Linked DNA regions of Hordeum vulgare: region 1 is linked to region 2. The links are chromatin contacts, called in public Hi-C maps. All regions are on one chromosome and are shown on one strand. The core of a region is the stretch at or near the end of the contact, and the rest is flanking DNA. Distances in the headings are between cores, read along the strand shown. Region 1 holds the start of LOC123443831 (SOSS complex subunit B homolog). Region 2 has its middle 5.7 kb from the start of LOC123443806.

Region 1 (2,902 bases), core at 140-2,639, 40 kb before region 2:
ATGCGCGTTTGCATGGGTCGGGCGGGCCGCCTTGTCAACCACAATGAACGTCGTGTTCACGGTGTTGGTCGCTGCCGGGACGAGGTCCTTGAGTTTCACGTCCATCCTCCCGCCACCTACAGTTTCTTCGGCCTGCAACAGAATTGTCAATAACCAGAGTAAGTGCACATGAACTAGCTACATTTGCATTACAAAAGCCGAACTTCACTGCATCTAGTCCATGCTCAGCGTTCATGCGAAGTAGGGTCCGTCCTGTACCGGGCAATTGAACGAACACCTTGTGGTCGTCCGAGGAAAATCTCTAGACCAGCATCCAGGCAACAAAACCAAACGCATGAGAAAGATGAGAAGAAGAAAAGTGCGGCGATCTTGCCCCTTTTGCGTCATCGCGATGACGCGGGCTTGCCCTTCCACCGCCGCCTGAGTTAACCCTCACTCCTCACCATTTCTCCCCACTAACACCTCTGCTCCTGCTTTATGTTTACCTTGGTGCGATCCAATTGTGTTGACTACGGCAGGATCGGAACTCCTTTTGCCCGATCTTGTCGGGTCCATCAGACAAACCACATCACTCTTCCACCCCCATACTCTAGCCCGAGACACGGCTCCTCCCCCCTGCTCCATCTGTACGCAATTTCATCCACCACCGCCAACTCACCTACTTAGCTTTGTAGATCAAGTGCATAGACTAAAGGTAGCTCAATCTACTTCTACAGAAGCCGTTGGACTTGGAAAGAAAAAAACGGAACTTGAAAATCATGCTTCCAAAATTGTAAAACCAGTTTCATTGACCTACCATATCCAACAGAACTATCTTGCAGCAGGCAATTAAAGCATCTTACCCAGACAATTGAATGCTAATTTCTTTTCTTTTCCTGGTAGGACAATTCTAACCAGAGAATTTTTGTGTTAATAATAAAAGTACAAATGTGTTGTAAATTTCTCATCAAATTTGAACAGATAAATCAATGTCAATGAAAGGAGTAGGACATGTCTGTACTTCTATAAAAAAGACAGTTCTCCTCGAATTTGAACAGATGAATCAAAGATTGCTAGAAATCCTGTTAGAAATCTACATGACAGATTAGTGCAATGAGTGAGAGGATAGGCATTAGCAGAACATGTTTAATTAATTATCAGAAGATAACATTCTTTAGACATCACTGAACAGTTTAGCTATAATAAGAATGGTGCAGCCAACATTCTGTTCTCAGCTAGATGCCAAATTCAGTCAGTCTAATACAAAGGTGGAAGCTCCTTCTAGTTCCTGTACTATAGAACATAAAGAAACATAACATTCTCGGTGGGTGCTAGTGTGTAATGTGGGTGCTAATGTTCTCATGGGAATATAGACTTGAATATTTAATTAAACCAAGCATCAAAGCCTACAAACACTATAACAGTAATATATAATCTGAAATTCTCTCTGAAAGAACTATATATAATCTGAAGAATCATACAGCAGCAAATAATGACAGGCTGCAGCCACTTGTTTCTGTATGTACCACTAAGCTCCAAAATATGGCTCACCAAACTAAGTTCAAAATATGCAATACCAAATCAAGTACTATTCTGGCTAAGTTACAAGCAGCTTCAACCCTGCACCTTCAATACAATCCATGCATCGGTTCATAATCAAAAGCTAATGAAGAACTGTCAGCAGCAGACCTAGGATACCCTATCCCACATCTGTTTCCTATCATCTGTGTGATGTTCTTCAGAACCAGATACTAACTGCTACGCAGTGGCGGAGCTAGCATTTAACATCAGGGTGGTCCCCCCCCCCCAAAAAAAAATATATTTTTCAAGTAATATAACATGTGCACGTTCTAACTAGTTATCAATATCCCATAGAAATAGATCAATATGGTCTTAAAAACAAACTAGAATTCCCAATTAAGACCAAGTTTTGCATAAAGAAGCGTACAAAATACATACTACATGGACCATAATACATACTCCCTCCGTTCCAAAATATAAGACCTTTTAAAGATTTCACTAGGAGACTACATACGGAACAAAATGAATGAATGTACACTCTAAAATATGCCTATATACATCCGTATGTAGTTTATAGTGCAATCTCTAAAAGGTCTTATGGGAGTATGTGTTCATCAGTTCATGTACTGGATATCATAGTGCAAAAAAAGCAAACCCTAAAACAAAAATTGGGGGTTTTCTGTACCTTAAATAGATTTGCACACTTGCTGCCGACGGACAGTGGTTACTAAGCGGCAGCAACGGCCGTCGGCTTTGCAGGGAGGGCGAAGGGACGAAGGGCGGAAGCAGAGGCGACAGGGTCAGGGGCGCAGCCGGGCAGGGCAGGGGCGTGGGGGAGCGGCTGCAGCAGTGGATGTGGAGCCGAGGGCCAGGCACGCGTCGGGCCAGAGGGAGAGGCGGGCTCGGCTCCGGCCGGCAACCGGCGAGGCGAGGAACGGCGGCTGCCAACTGGGATGCTGTCTTGTGCGTGTTGCGAGGGCGTCGGGACGAGGCGGCTGTTCTGCTCGATGGGGACAAAACCAGGGTGTGGGTGTGGCTGCAGTTGATGGATCAATCGGTAAGTGTTATTGGGCCTATTTTTTTTTTGCTGGCCCAGTTAGAAATTAGGGGTATAAGCTGACCCAAAATACCAGCGGTCACCGTGTAGCTCCGCCCCTACTGCTACGTCATCAAATCCAGTGAGGAGATAGTGAGCGTCAAATAGACCGGCAAACGCATAGGAGCTGCGAGCGAGCCATGGGGTATGGGACGGTCCGTTAGCACTTTCACCGATCCATCGGGTTTTTCTTGTTTTGGAAACTTTCTAAAAGATCCTTGAATCGGTTTTTTTGTTTTCTTTTTTCTTTATTCTTTTTTTCTGTTTTTGTTTAAAAAATGTTTTGAAATTTGAAAAATATTCCTG
Region 2 (2,967 bases), core at 87-2,586:
TCCAAATGCTCTCTCACCATCCTCACTATCTGCTTTTGTATTTGGACAAAGTGAGACTTTTTCTTGTCAACTGGGTTAAATATGGTGTTGACAAAGGTAACCCATGGAGTATAGATACCATCAATCAGATAGTACCCATGTTGTACTCATGTCTATTGACAATATAGTGGCAAGGAGGAGTTTTTCTTCGATCGGCCTAACAAAATATGGTGATCACTGCAGCACATTGATGTCATTATGAAACCCGGGCATGCCAAAGAAAGTGTGTCAAATCCAAAGATGATGTGATGCAACTGCTTCCAGAACGATGATGTGCTTCTTAACATGACCCTGCTATTGCCCTTGGGAAGCTTACACACAATTCTTCCTTTTTTCAATGCATGTCGTCAAGAGATCCGAAGAAACCTGGACACCCTCTTGCTTTCGAGAGTGTCTCTCACAGTTGGTTATCTCACATACCGAGGTCCAAACACCTTGACCACGGCAGTTGCAAAGCCGATCATGGCACCTCTACATGTGCTCTCAGGCATCCATAGCTACTAATAACCCACAAGTAGGGGATCGCAACAATCTCCATGTGTAGTATTACACCCTAGTTTATGATTCAACACAAGGAGAACCAAATGATATTTATTTGTTTTAGTAGTTGAGTTGTAAATTCAACCACACCTGGGATATCCCTCTACAACAAGAGTTTTAGTAGCAGAACAAAATAGTAGTAGTAACGGTAACAGTAACAATAGCAGTTTTGTAGTGATTGTAACAACAGTAACAACAATACTAACTTAGAAAGATTCAATATATGAAAAGCGTAGGCATTTGGATGAGTGATGGATAAGCATATTGATTGGATAACATTCACCATGTAATAGTTACATGCTAGAGCGCACAGAACTGCTCCAATTCATCAATGTAATGTAGACATGTATTTCATATATAGTCATACATGCTTATAATAAGACCTTGCATGACATCTTTTGTCCTACCCTCCCATGACAGCAGGGTCCATAGGGATGCTAAGGCATATTAAGACTTTCTTTTAATAGACAACCTGAACAAAGCATTAACACATACTGAATACATGAACTCCTCAAATCACGACAATCACCGAAAAGAATCCCAATTATTATCACCTTGAAGTATGCAGATCATGACACATTATAGATGCACACAACTTGCAAGATAGGATCCAAAACACTCTAATTTCTCTTACAAAAGACGCTGGTTCCTAGCCAGAACAAAGCCATCCACGTCGCCCTGTATAGCGCTATGAATAGTGCTTGCCACCGGCTTGCCACCGCACGTAAATTTCGTGCCCTGTCGGGGGCATTTCTGTCATTTCATGCCTAGGCGTATAAAAGCCAGCCCCCAATCCACAGCACCCCACCACCTCCCTCCTCCCGCCATCCCTCGTCCGCCGCCACGCTCACTTCCCTCCTCTCCTCTCCCACCCTTCCTCCTCTCCTCTCATCTGCCTCTCCGACCCGGGGATCCCGGCCCGGATCCGCTCGCCGACGCAGCGCAGGACCCGCACGGCCTCACCGCCCGCCGTAGGGCTGCCGCGCGCACCGCCAGCTCGCCTCCTCCCCACCAATCCCTCGTCCTCCTCCCCATCAATCCCTCGTCCTCCCGACCAGCCCTAGCCGTTCCTCCTCGCCACCTCTCCTTCCCCATTCATCCTCTCCATCCGCTGCCGCCACCACCCCGCCACCCCTATCTCTCCTCCTCATGCATCCTCTCCCCTCGTCACATCTGGTCGGATGAGAATGCGGCGACGGCGACAGCGGCATCTCCTGACGACGGCAGTGGAGCAGGCGAGGTTGCAAGGCGACGACCCGAGGCGGCGATGCAGGTCCTACTGCGAGCGGACGGGGGAGCTGCTCTATATGATTGCCCTAGGGACTGGAGGTATTAAACCATGTGTGTCATCCTTTGGGGCTGATCAGTTTGATGATAGTGATCCGACAGAGAGAGTAAAGCAGGGTTCCTTCTTCAACTGGTTCTATTTCTGCATAAATATCGGTTCATTCATATCAGCACTGTTATTGTTTGGATACAAGATAACTCGGGTTGGGGACTAGGATTTGCCATTCCTACTGTATTTATGGCATTGCCTATTGCAAGCTTCTTTCAGCTTCAGATATGTATAGATTTCAGAAACCTGGTGGGAGTCCACTTACAAGAGTGTGCCAGGTCGTTGTCGCAGCGTTCCGTAAGTGGCATGTCGAACTGCCACATGACACTGCTCTTTTGTATGCAGTTGATGGTCAAAATTCAGCAATAGAGGGAAGCAGAAAGCTAGAGCACACAAGTGAACTTGAGTGATTATCTTCCTTATACTGCATCATTGCCTTAATTTTATGTTAATGTATTAAGACAACAACAGAAGGTACTTGCGATGTTAATGAACACACTGAATTGGACACAACCTTCAGTAAGGCTTATTTTTGGAAAGGTCCTTCAGTAAGGTTTCAACTTGATGTTTGTGAAAACGAAATATATGCAACAAAATTAGTATGAGTAGAGCCAAGCAACCATGCTATATGCATCGCAGTAGTTCCGCGTGAGTACTGGGTACATAATACGATAGAAGCAAAATTATTACTGCTTGTATCAATAATGATGGACCTGATGTGTGCAGATTTAATATATTGCAACACGTGTTCATGAGCCATTCTGAAAATGTGTATATAGATTCCTTGACAAGGATGCCATCATCTCATCTCGGACATTTGACTCACAAGTATAAAAATCTAAATGTAATATAACTATGCTAGGAGCAGCGTATCAATAATGATGAACCTGCTGGTTTCTCGGACGTTTGCCAATGATAGCATGGTGAGATTCATTCTGTAAGCACATGTATGCACAATTGCTAGGAGCAGCGAATGAGCTCATGGAGCTCATTACCTTGATTAGGTAAAACTGTTATGATTAGGTAAAACTGTTATGATTTTGTATCGTACA

What was found. Hi-C and Micro-C count contacts between places; a contact is called where the count stands out from the background.
Region 1: a contact with region 2 is called in a Hi-C map of seedling, with 2.0 times the contacts expected there. The contact joins the promoter of LOC123443831 here to the enhancer-like site in region 2. A contact is called at or near these places in 2 of 6 Hi-C or Micro-C datasets (leaf and seedling).

Annotation. Positions count from the first base shown.
Region 1 is chr1H:445,903,402-445,906,303 of MorexV3_pseudomolecules_assembly, reverse strand. It overlaps LOC123443831 (SOSS complex subunit B homolog), which reads right to left and starts at 1,389. Exons shown (of 4, transcript XM_045120361.1): 1 at 1-1,389. The coding sequence starts at 105.
Region 2 is chr1H:445,863,775-445,866,741 of MorexV3_pseudomolecules_assembly, reverse strand. No RefSeq gene overlaps it. Among protein-coding and RNA genes, the nearest start is that of LOC123443806, 5.7 kb to the right of the region's middle. Within about 2 kb of position 1,336, at least 3 of the 3 cell types and tissues checked have open chromatin away from gene starts, as enhancers often do. A contact at or near this core is called in leaf and seedling, where this site is marked.